Linked DNA regions of Arachis hypogaea: region 1 is linked to region 2. Evidence: chromatin contacts called from public Hi-C data. All regions are on one chromosome and are shown on one strand. Each heading gives the region's core, a stretch centred on a gene start, on an enhancer-like site or on the middle of the called end of the contact. The rest is flanking DNA. Distances are from core to core; before and after follow the strand shown.

Region 1 (6,671 bases), core at 2,757-5,256, 69 kb before region 2:
CAATTATTTATTCTTCCACACTGTAAGTAACTACTTCAAACCAGTATCAGTCACACTGTTGTAACTTGTAATGATAATTAATATCATGCACTTTTGATCAATTATTTAAATATTTTTCATTAAAGAGAATATGAAATCATTCAAGCCAAGCAAGCCTTTTCATTATAATGATAACATTTGAAAGCCGACTTGCATGCAACAGGAAACAACTTATTAAGAGCATGCTGAGGAAAAACCCAGAACATAGACCAACAGTGAGTTTCATCTTTAAAGCTAGTCTTGTGTTATAATTTGGATGGAACCAGTGATTTTATTCTGATTTTGCTTCTTTGTTACCAGGCTGCCGAATTGTTACGCCATCCTCTTTTACAGCCTTATGTTCTCCGCTGTCAAAACGCATCATCCAATTTTCTTCCAGTATACCCCATAGTTAACTCAAAGGATAAAACAAAAAGATCTAAAAAATCTAGTGGTGGCAAGGACCAGAGGGACAAAGACACAACATCACCAAATTATTTGGAAAGGATTCATCCGATTGAGGGAAATGGACACTTACAGCCGAGGAATCTTCCAAGTGAGGGAGAGCTAACAGCTTCAACAAGTGCAGAAGACAACCTCGAGAACCGGATGGTTGATCTTACAAGCTATATAGTGGAATCTTCTACTAGTATTAGTGGCTCAAAAGATGGATCAACAACATCAGAATCAACTATTTGTAGTGTGTGTAGGGACCCTGACTTTAAAACTAGGCCTGCAAAGGAAACTGCAAATATTGAAATCACTTCAAAGAGTACACAAGATTCTGTGCATCAAGATCATGAATTTGCTGCTGAACTTCTTCAAAACTTAGAAGGGATTGACATAAATGCTGTTACAACACTAGTTGAAGATGCTTTTTCGGATGACGGTGCTAACAATGCTGAAGCAGATAGAGAAGATGCCAAACTTGAAGACTCAAGGAAATCGGCTTCCAGTGCTGAAGCACAGAGAGAAGATGCCAAACTTGTGGACTCCATGAAATCAACAACTTCCAGTGCAGGCACCAGCAGCACTGGTAAAGATAAGTCTATTGATGAGGAAAGGTTGTTGCCGATTCTGCATCCTGTTAAGGTTGAATGTGACACCAAATCCGGAACCAGCTTGAAGGAAATCGAAAATCCTGATGCATCGAAGGAAGGCTCACAATTGAACTACTTGTCATCTGAAAGTAATGATACTCCTCCAGTCAAGGATGAATGCTCCATGCATAAAGATGAAAATGCCAATGCAGTTGATCAGACACTGAATGGCATTTCGTTAAGCACTTCGACAATCAGCGACGAAACAACGAAGTCAGAGTTGGATAGTCCTTCCCAGCAAAGGGCTGAGGCTCTTGAATCTCTGCTTGAGTTATGTGCTCAGCTACTCAAGCAAGATAAGCTCGAAGAGCTTGCGGCTGTGCTAAGACCGTTCGGAAAAGAAGCTGTCTCATCCAGAGAAACAGCAATATGGCTGACAAAGAGCCTTATATCAGCACAGAAGTTTAATCCTGAAAGCTAGTTCCATGAGTGGCTCTTACCACTAATTTATACATTATTGTAAGAAAATATGTATTTTTTTTCTCCAGATTTCAAGAGTTTGATCCTTTGAGACTGCTGCTTGATTGAAGATTGTAGCCCGGAAGATGGCATCTCACATATTGTTTTCTTGGTTAATATAGTAAATGAAATATTTATTTTTGTTTACTGGGATCTGCACTTTGAAACTGTGACTGGTAGAAAATGTTCTGCAAACTCAGCAAAGAAAGAAAATTTTGTGCAGATTGTCCTCCAATGTTTCATTCAACAAATGTATATACACCAATGTTTCTGTACAAGTTTCTAAGCATATTTTTCTAAGTGCATATTACTCTTCAGACACATACTCATTGGAACAAGCTAAAAAGAGACAACAGAGAGGCACCAACCATGGAGCCAACAAGGGGGAAAGGTGTCCAAGGCCTCGCTGCTCGGTCCGGGAGCCCGAGCAGGAATCTCTGTCAAGGTATAGAAGCCCATGCCAAACTCAAGGACGTGGACGGTGCATGTGAGATTTTTCGCGGATTTGCGGCGATAACTTGTTGATGAAGTAACTGGTTTAATGTTTCTTACTGTTGATAAGTGTATTTTGACTATTTCACCCTTACTTTCCATTCCTACTATTTTTGCTTATTACATATGGATGGATGTTTAGTAACATAAATTTAGCTTCAAAATCAGTTCAAATTCAATCAAAACAACGAACAATTAACCACCTTTCTTTTGTTTCTGAAAAAAAAAAAAAAGTGCCTCTAGTGTGGAAAAATAAAAGCTTTAGGTGTTGGGTATTAGTTATATATTGAAAGCTTGAAGAGTTAGTTTATTTGAGAATAAAGTTGAGATATCAGATATTATATTCACCAAAACTCACATTAAAGTTGTTTTATAATATTTATATTCATGTTAAATCGGATTAATGGAAAAAAAAAAACACCAACTTTCTTTTTGTAAACAAATTGCAGAATGCATCTGCTTTAATCGGGATACACATAATATAACTTCAACATCCTCATAATATTATGAATTAAGAAAGAAAACAAAATACACTTCAACATCAAAATGATGTCTCTATTTGATTACTCTTTTTGGTTCATGCAATTTTCAATACAAATTCCCTTCAATAAAAGCACTTAAAATTTACTGGTCACCACACTTTTTTTTTTTACCTACCTTTATCATTGATTCTGATTTTTGACATACATAGTTCAATCATCATTCAAAATACTTAATTCTGTCTTTTTCTTTTTTTATTTTTATTCTTTAAATATTTCTTGTTACATCTATCAGGTAGGTTTGTTTTTAGAAACTAAAACTAGAGATTGGGACTCAGTATTGTATTTGGTAGTTAGAGATTGAAACTAAAATTTCAGTTTTCGAATACAAAATTTCAGTTCTTTTAGAACCTCTGGAAAATAAGGACATAGGAGATTGAAATTTTTGAAAATAAAGACTAAAATTTTAATAATATTTTTTTTAAAATATACTGTCATTTAACTTTTCAAATTTCAAATCTACCCCTCAATCTCCATATTTATCTTAAACTAAACATAATAGTAAGACATAACTCAGTTCAATATATTTTATACCAAATACAATATAAAAACTTATTTTAGTCTTTTATCTCTCACTCTCCCAGTCTCAATCTTCCTTCTAAATGCAGCTTAATAGAATAGTAGTCAAGAAAATACAAAATAATCCTTGGTTGTGCATGAATGACATTTGACCATCATTCTATTATCCCATCATCTCTTTAGCAAGCAACAAAGACATCACATTTGCATCATAATAGACTTAGCCTTTTCTCAAAGACTAAGCACCGTTGCTATGTCAATCATGCTTGAAATTGATTTCTCACCATCCTCAATCTTACATGTTTTTAAAATATATTTAATATATGCTAAAAAAAGGAAAAAACTTTATAATTATAAAAGCTTTTTAAGTATACATGTAGATTAATTAAAGTTTCAGAATCATACAAATATTCTCCTTTGGTCAACTTAATGTGATTTATATCTTAATAATAGATAAAACAATTCTTTTTAAGAAATTAATAGCATGCTAATAAGATTTGATTGGTCTGTAGTAGGGTCTCAAAATCCTTGATCCAAAAGGGATAGTAACATTATGAATTTGATTAATGCTAATAAAATGTACCACTTACCAGCTTGACATGAATGACCTTCTAACACACCCCTCCTCCAAAAATTTCTATATAAACTTCCAACTCTTGACTTTATCATTGGACAATTCAATTCCAACATCACCAATACAATCTTAATTTTTCCAGGTTCTTTCTTCATAACTTTGTTTTAGTAACAAATATTTTTTTTTGTGTAAGGAAAAAATAATGGCAACAAAATATGGTTTCTTTGGAGCTCAATTTCTCATGGCAGTGATGATTGTGGCCTTGTTTTGTGTGACCAAATCTGTGGCACAAGATTCAGAGATTGCACCTACATCTCAATTGCAGGCTGGATCTGGGCTTTCTTTGCCTCTCTCTGGGCTTGCATTGGGCTTTTCTTTGTTGGCTTCCCTTTTTGCATTAATATGATGCCATGAAACTGGCAAAAAAAAAAATCATAGAAGAAATACTTGCATGTCTTTTGAACATATTTAATGCGTATTATGTATTAAGAACATTTATTATTACTTATTGTTATTTTTTTATAGAATTTTTAAGAGTATAATAAATAAAAATGATGAGTGGCCACAAATGTTCTTCAAATACGCATTAAGTATGATCTAAAAGCATGTAACTATTTGAATCATTGTTGAAGTTTGCCACATGATTGCTTGGGATAATAACATATTTTTTCTTTTTATTTTTGTTTTTACTTTAGAATAACGGTTGAGTTATTTTTGTGTGATTCCAATAGATTGAATTTGTAAAATCAGTCACTTGATACATTTATGATTTATCAGATTTGGTTGTCTATATTATATCCTGTATGTTCTTCTATGTTTTTTTTTCTGTATTATAAATGATTAGCTGTATGATAAGAGGCACAGGTATATAATTTGCACTAGAATGATTCTGTTTCTTTTTAATGATTTATTAAATCCTTCAGTAGTGTGACTATATTGTAGTCCAATTCAGCAAAGGGGATTGTTCATGGTTTCTTTCAAATAATAGTTTATCAAATAAACAACAGTAAAATAACATACGATTAGGACTATCATGGAATAGGATTAAACATAATGTATATATAATTTCAGTCAAAATAACTAATATATGCAGATTGAGTTAACAAGAACAATCATTCATAAAAATCTTTTTTTTTTTTTCCTTTTACTGGAAAGAAAATCATGTTAAATCACCTAATTATATAATATTTAGTATATGAGTTGGACTGTCTAAAATGGGCTCTACTGTGGCCCTACTTTTCAAAATGGACTGAGCCCTTATAATATAATATTGGGCCTACTAAGGGCTGATGATGTTGATAAAAGGATATTTAATTCACTACTAAAATCGAATAAATTACCATTTATAGTTTTATACTCATGAAAGATATAAATACTGACAAATATACTAATGTAAGAATAAAACGACAATTGTAATCATCAAAGATGGCCTCCGTGTGCCAAGAGTACTCGAACTTGGGTTATGCAATTGATCCGTTAGGATACTCTTGACACACGGAACGTGGTTACAATTGTCGTTTTATTCTTATATGGGTATATTTGTCAGTATCAATATCTTTCATGGTACAAATAATAACTTATTCACTAAAATTCAAGAACCGATGAATTAGTCCTTAGTCTATCAAGTTAGAGGATATCGTGAAAAATAAAAATAAAAAATTCAATTTTAATTAGTCTAGTGGTTAACTCACTTCCGAGTTGGTCGAGTAGTCGGTTCACTTGTATGCTTAAACAAATATCGAAAATTCGAATTTCGCTTTGTGCACGCAACAATTTATTAGCCAGTAATAAACCCTTAAATGAAATTTTAATCCTCGACGAATTAATCTTTGACATGCAGAGTTAGAGATATCGTAAAAAAAATTTATTTTTTATACAACATGAAGCTTGCAGTGCTAATAATATTGCCAAAATTTATAACATAGACTACTATGTACCAAACTCAAAATATTTATAATATACATAGTGTATACTCTTTACAAAATTAGAATGTAGGTGTATATATATATGTATAGGCAGTGTAGTGAATAACATATAGAGCCCAGAAAAGCACATGAAACTGCAATCTCTGTATCTATATATTGTTCTACAGCCTTTGAAAGTCTGCACAGAAATACAAATTCAAATGGCTGTTCAGAATTTCAGATCATATTAGATAACGGCAGCACAATGCAAGCATCAGAAACCACATCAAAGTAGGGACACAATGTTTTCTATCACAAACAAATGAATAACCTCAATCTCTCAGAATTAGCAGAAATCTTTCTCATTGAAAACATCAATTTAATTTCTATTTACTTTCAGATATCCAATTATATATATGTTATTATATTAACAAAAATATTTTCAAACAAATAAAATCCAATTGAATATATAGTATAGTAGAATTGTACATGATCAGATAATTTAACCTAAATTATAGTATAGAAAATTCTTATTACATAGTAAAATTATAGAATTCTTTTACACTGTTTATATACAGTAATTAAGACTTGGAAAGAAAATTTTTATCAAAAAAAGAAAATGTTCCCAATGACTTTAAAGTCCCAAAAAAAATACCATGAGACATGTGACACACGGGGCTCACATGCAGAGGTTATTGGTTTTAGGCCACAGTCCCATGTGCCTTTGTACAATGTGAAATTTAATTAATTAATTAATTAATAGTGAAAAAAAATGAAAAATAAGATCCATGAATAATTGTTGCAAAAGAATCCAAGTGCAATTGCATGATCACACAACAATTTCCCAATGCCAAGCCAATTTAGGCAAACACCTCCTCCCCCAATTTCCTAAATCTGCATTTATGAATTTGTCACATAAATTCCCTAGACATCCCCACTGGAATTCAGTTAATGTCAGGGATGGGATTCAAATTATATTTAATATCGATGAACACTAATTTTTTATTTTATAATGGAATATATTTAATGTATATTCTAAAAATATTTGTTTAGTTTCACACAGTGT
Region 2 (6,696 bases), core at 1,517-4,016:
ATACCGGCAGAAACTTTGAAGATTTCTTCATCACAGCTAAAGTACTGCCAAGGCAACCTGAGCGCTGTTCAATAACAATAAATAACCAATCAGCAATCGAAGCACCCAAAATTGCCAACAACAAAAATTGATCAAATACCATGTCTTATCGTAGCACACACATAAGAGTATACATATCCTTCTATCCCACACCCATGGTACTATAATTTCAAATAATTCACACTTCTAAAATGAAATAAGCTATTTTTTTTAACACACTGCGTTTGTTTTAACTTGCTTGTGCTGAAGATGTGGAAAGGTCATACAAATAAGACAATCACCTGAGCTAAAACCCATCCAACAAGCCAATCAATATCGCTTCTGTGATTGCATATGACAAGGGCATGCTCTTTACCTGGAAATTTCAAAATAAGAATCATATTATTGATACACAAATTTCACAATAAACTTCCCCAACCCCTTTCTGGTATGCAAGCATACATCCGTGATACAAAAAGGCCAAATACACAGGGTAACAAAATACTTGCCCATCAATTGGAACGTTTCATGATCTGTGAATACTTCAACCTGAAGGGAAAATGTTACAGAAGAAAGCTTTAATCATTCTGAATGCAACAGAATAAACTTAACCAAAAGAAATGTGGCTTTCAAATTACCGGTTTTCTTCCATTTATAATGTTTCTTGAAACTATCGAACAACCTAAGATATATTAGTTTTGACATTTGATTCAATTTTAGTATTAGAACCAATGGAAGCATGTTTATTTCCCAATGAAACAACCTTGGCTGGAACATCTGTGCCTAATTACACAATATGGCTGAAATCTTTCCCTACAAAGCATATTTGTGCACAACATGAATTAACTCATGAAAAATGAAAAAAATGCACCTCCTAAGGAGACGGTAGAGATGATCAGGCCAAAAGGTTAATGTTACATATACAAAGAAATTCATTTTAAACATAATATAGAGACCCAAGCCAATATCTACTTCTACTGTGTATAATGGGGATTGAACTCAAAGCTTCCTAATTATAATACAAGATATTTAACATCTTGACTAATTTCACATTTGTTAATATTATACATATTTAATAAACAAAAGGGTGAATTAGACCCTATTAATACAATAGTCTTTTAGAATGTTGCAAGGAAAGTGCAAAACAATGCTTTGTTCTGGTAAACAATCAACTAAATTAGTAGACAGTTACTGTGCATAGAAAAATATTGCAGAGGACATGGTACTGGTTTACCTTAACACCAGCCCACCAATCAATAAGCCATACAAGTTCCAGCCACAACAATTCTGCAACTACACGGTTGATCCGCCTGTGCAGATTCTTTGACAGAGGCCGTACAAGAACATAAGATACTGCCTGAGACAAGATATCAAGAAGGGAAAAATTAATTGAATTGATTCAAGATCCTTTCTGTTTTGGCTTCATATTATTGTTTTACTGAAAGAAAAGATGGATATATAAAACTTAATGACTATGCTACGTGTGCACTAAAATCAACCACCAATATAAAATACATGTTGGAATACAAATACACATTGAAAATAAATTAAACCACACATGTATTTATACACAAATATATTGGTGGCTGATTTTAGTGGCTAATTTTGGTGTACGAATAGCATTTTTGAAAACCTAATTTTGTGCAGTAAATATTCCTCAGTATAAACAAATTATTCCAGTATACCACTCCTGCTTTCAAACAGAGTTAATACAACAAAGGATCAACCAGCTTCCACATGCTGAAAGCATATGCGCCAAATTCATTCATGTCCAAAATAAACTTTTCAAGTTTACATTCCTTCCTTTCTATTATGCCTCATGAGAAAATTAATTAGTTAGAAAAACTGATTAGAAGTTAATAAGATAATATAGGCAGTTAGTTAGAAGTCTGGTTTCATTTTTCCCTGCTCCCTTTGCACTCAAACCGGCTGATATATATGTACCATTAGTGAGTTGAAATTAATTAATGAAGATTGATTCCCATTTTCTCACAGAACCTCTCCTTCACAATATGGTATCAGATGAAATTTTCTTGCGCGCTCTCGCTCTCATCTTTTCTTTCTGAATGAACTTCCCACAGAAAATTCAACTTTCCAGGAAACTCTATCATTGGTCAATCATAACAGCAGCAACTCTATCATTGTTTCCCTTTTCATCTAAAGACAATGTTTGTCTATGGCACTTGAACTAAAATAGAAATGGTAACAAATCAGTAGTAGCAATGTGCCTAGACTATGAATCCATGATACAAAGCTTAAACCCTAAACTCCCCTAGTTTAAACTATAGCACTACTAGTCTTATCATATTAATAGAAAAAAAGAACGAGATTTGCATGGAGATGCAGCAAATGATTACGACGTGAACTCCATTAACTAAGAAATCAAAGAGTAAGTAGGAAGTAAGAAGACGAAGAAGAAAAACCTGAATGAGATTAACAGCGAGGCCTGAAGTGAAGAAGAGGAGGCCAAATGGCACAACCACAGCAGCAGCTGCAATACCCATTCAAGCCACACCTGAACCCAACTTACTTTTTCGATTCGATGTGAGTAAGAACTAAGAACGACTTAATTAACAGTAATTGGAATCTTAGTTTAATCCAATCGAAGAATCTGTTGGCGACTGTTTTGGAAATTGGAAAGAATGACAAGTTGGAATTCGAATGGAAATTGGGAAGGAAATGAGTGTTGCGTGGTAGGGTTGGGTCTCTGTTTTCGCCATATATTACAACAACTTATTCTTTTTTTTTTTAACAATTTTGGTAACCAATTAATCACTACAAATAACAATTTATTTTTAATAAATAAATTTTATTAATTTATCCTCATAAATTTTGGTATATATATATAATGCGAATTGTATTGATTTATATATATATCGGTGAAAATTCAGATGCAATTAACTTCATTTGAAGTTAAAAATTAAAAATTATTGAATAAAAATTTAGTCAAATCAGTAAAATTATCAACTTCACGTGCCATGAATCTTATATGCAAATCTTTATAAATATTAGTATAAACTATTATGGGTGAAGTGCTACTCTAAAATAATGAATTTTTAATGGATAATATCATAAATTTTAGTTTTGGTTCAGTAAAGGATTTTGTAGGTTATCTAATTAGATTTATAAGTTTAGGTGATGTGTTAGATAATAGATTTAAAAATTAATTAATTTTACTAATATAATAATGTATAATTAATCTCTGTACAAAACTTAAATTTGAATAACATTATTTGTATATAAATATAAAAATATAATTTTTAATTTATATTAGATTTTCTTAATTAATAAAATAAAAGTGTATAAATAGAAAAATTTCTAATTTAATGCATGTTCATGATGTTCTTATCTTTTACTGCATTATTATATTACATGTTAAATTTGCATTATACTCTAAAATAGTACAGATTTAGCAAAGAATTGTTTATAGCACACTCATTAACCTTATTAATAATAAATAAATTATTTTATAATAAAAAGTGAATAAAACATTATCAAGGAATTGAATTTTCCGATTTTTAAATTTTTAACAAACAATTTTATATTAAATGTCTTATTAAGTATTTTAAAAGTACTAATTAACAATTTAACACGACCTATACAATAATAATAAGAATAATAATGTGTTCTTAGTACTATAGGATCGCTTATAAAAAAAATACAAAATAATACTCAATTATTTATTTATGTTTAATCAATTAAAATCACCGCCCAATTCAGATCTGTGCATTATTGCTCCCTTCCCATCTTATTCATTAAATTTTAACGTGTGCCTTGTAATGTCCACTCATTATCATTAACCATTCCTTCAGATACCCCTTTATCCATTCAGATGTTGATGTAAACGTCTTAGTTCCCTCAAAATTTAAGTTCCTCTTGTCTTTTCTTCCATGAAATAATGTTATGCCTCTAACTAATAAATCCATCAGACCCATCAACATAAAAAAAAAATTAGACTTTTATAATTTGTTTTAATTTATTCTCAGAATTAGACACGACTTTAATAATTGATTATTAATGATCATATAGTTTTTTTTTTTGAAAAAATTATAGTTTGGTAGGCATGTTAAAGTTCTATGTACTCATTCATTCTTACATAAAGGAGAATTAACTTAAGCTTAGGTAAAATGGTTATGAAGAAGTTAGCTTCTATTATTTAATTTGGTAGGTAAGCTAACTAGTATAATTTTCGAAGCTTTTTAAGCTTTGTTTGTAGTTGTGGGGTGACATTCGGAAACTAAGTAAGTATGTGAGTGTGTGAGTCAACCAAACATAGCAACGAAGTAAATGCCAACCTCCAACCACCATTTTCATATTCTCATTAATGGATGGAACCTCCATAGACAATTAGGCATGTTCTGATGTTCATGTTATCCCTCCATTTTCATATTTACCAGTTACCACTAGTCACTATAGTCTAGAACTTGAAAGTAGAAAACAAAACAATAGTGGTGGTCCCATATGTCTGATTTCTTAATTGGGTCAAGAGCCCACTATCCTTAACCATCCTAAATGAAAATAGGCCCAAATTATATAGGACCGAGTGCCCAACAACCTAGTAACACATAAAAACCCACGACCAAACAATGGATTTTTTATTTATATAAAGAAATTAAATATAATAATTACTGATTTCCGTAATTTATAGCGTTTTTACGAAAATGCATAACATGTCACGTGATATTCAGCCTGTTAATGTTCACATCGTCTGCCATAATGTTTAACTAAGCCGTCAGTTTGGTCAAACAAGGATAAAATGGATAAAAAGATAAAGTAAATAGTAACTTTTGACTTCTTCAATGGGTGTGTGAAGGAAATCCCTTAAATAAATGTCATTGAGCCTATTTCGTTTATAGAGTAAACGAATTGACATTAGACGTATTTCATTTACACTGTAAAAGAAATAAGAACGTTGCAGAACACGTGAACACACATCATAGGACCATCCATTTATAACCTTATCTCGTTTAATGTATAAACGAAATACGTCTAATGTCAATTCGTTTATTCTGTAAATGAAATGTGACATATTATTCATTTTCAAAAAAATGCTACAAATTATGAAAATCGATAATTATTATATTAATTTATTTATATAAATAAAAAATCCCCAAAATTGAAGTTGTCCACGAACATTATGCAATAAATAAGTGACTGATAAATCTAATATGGTTTAGTTTTTTGGTCACATTGGTGCCATGTCTTTATTACATTTTTTTATTAAAATAGACAAGATAAAAGATATAAAAAATTAGTAAAATATATCATTAAAAAAAATTAAAATAACATCTTTTATTAAAATAATTAATAGGCAGAGTAGCATAAGAACTTAAGAAGAGAACCAAGAAATTATATAGACAGAATGACATTTTGATGCGAGAAAATTTCATTAAATTTATGTTTTTAAGTTTGTTTCTTTTGTCTCTCACTTACTTAAATTTACTATTTATATCTTTGCTATTCTAAAAGTTTTTTGTCCGTCTCTATTTTCTGTTCTAACACTTAAATACACTTACTTAAATATGAACTAGAAGCCCATACTAGTGATATTACATAACAAGTAAGTATATATATATATATATATATATATATATATGGTGAATTCTACTCAATCCTTTCTATTTCAACATGTAAATTACTTTTCGTGACGTGGTATGTTTTAATTGGATGCTTAGTTTTAGTTTGAGTTAATTTAACTCAATAAGAGTTAATATGTTAACTAAAGTAGGATAATTTTGTAATTAAATATTTTTATAAGAGGGATAAATATATAATTTCTATAAACATTAAAAAGTAAAGTTATATTTTTATCAATCATCTCCATTCACAACGAAGGTATGTCCTATAATTATCTGTATTCATATGCTTTAGTTTAATGAGTAAGCTAGCAAATTATTATTTATTTATTTTCTCAACAGGTTGCACCTTATGAAGTTTTTCGAATTGAAAAACATGAAGGTTCATCTGTTATCTCCATTCCTCATGAAACTAATGTTGACAAGTTACCTCAAGAGATGATTGAACACAGAAGTCTATCCTCTGGCATCATTGTGTGGGAGGATGATTTGGGAGAAAAATGAAAGACTGAATTTTTAATATTTTAGTAAATTATATAATCACCCACTTTGGGCTATAATTTAATTACCAATAGTTTAACTATAGTTAACATAGCAACCAATTAAAAGATGACATGTCACAGAGGGTAAATTACATGTTATTATAAAAAGGGTAGGCTAGAATTTACCTATATATATATATATATATATATATATATATGCATTTTTTGGTGGCTTGCGTAGATGTGATTAGCGATGGCCATAAGTTAATTGTCGAGTAGTGTAATAACATTTGGCATAGCTGATTATGCGTCAAAGTCAGCATAATGTTAAGGAAGATTACGTTAAAAAAGTAAGTACAGTAATCTTTTAACTTTAATTCTAATAATGGTAAAAATAAAATTTTAGTGCCGAAAAATAACTTCTTTGGATGTGGAGTTTTAATTAGACAAAAATTAAAAAGAAGTTACATGGAGTGGCCATTTAAAAAAAAAATAATATCTAATTCTATTTTTGACAATTTTTTCGAAGGATAACGAAATTTAAAAAAAAATTATTTTTTGGCTTTTGGTATTTTTTCTGTGAGACAAGTTATAGCCCCTACGTCAATAATTTATTTTTG

Evidence for each region. Hi-C and Micro-C count contacts between places; a contact is called where the count stands out from the background.
Region 1: a contact with region 2 is called in a Hi-C map of leaf, with 4 times the contacts expected there. The contact joins the enhancer-like site here to the promoter of LOC112696058 in region 2. A contact is called at or near these places in 4 of 8 Hi-C or Micro-C datasets (leaf and an unstated tissue).

Annotation. Positions count from the first base shown.
Region 1 is chr6:12,236,711-12,243,381 of arahy.Tifrunner.gnm2.J5K5, reverse strand. It overlaps LOC112696061 (serine/threonine-protein kinase Nek6), which reads left to right. Exons shown (of 13, transcript XM_025748645.3): 11 at 1-22; 12 at 203-254; 13 at 340-1,855. The coding sequence ends at 1,539. Among protein-coding and RNA genes, the nearest start is that of LOC112696061, 8.2 kb to the left of the region's middle. Within about 2 kb of position 4,006, at least 2 of the 3 cell types and tissues checked have open chromatin away from gene starts, as enhancers often do.
Region 2 is chr6:12,166,024-12,172,719 of arahy.Tifrunner.gnm2.J5K5, reverse strand. It overlaps LOC112696058 (1-acyl-sn-glycerol-3-phosphate acyltransferase 2), which reads right to left and starts at 2,766. Exons shown (of 11, transcript XM_025748643.3): 1 at 2,442-2,766; 2 at 1,253-1,375; 3 at 528-567; 4 at 321-394; 5 at 5-64. The coding sequence starts at 2,522.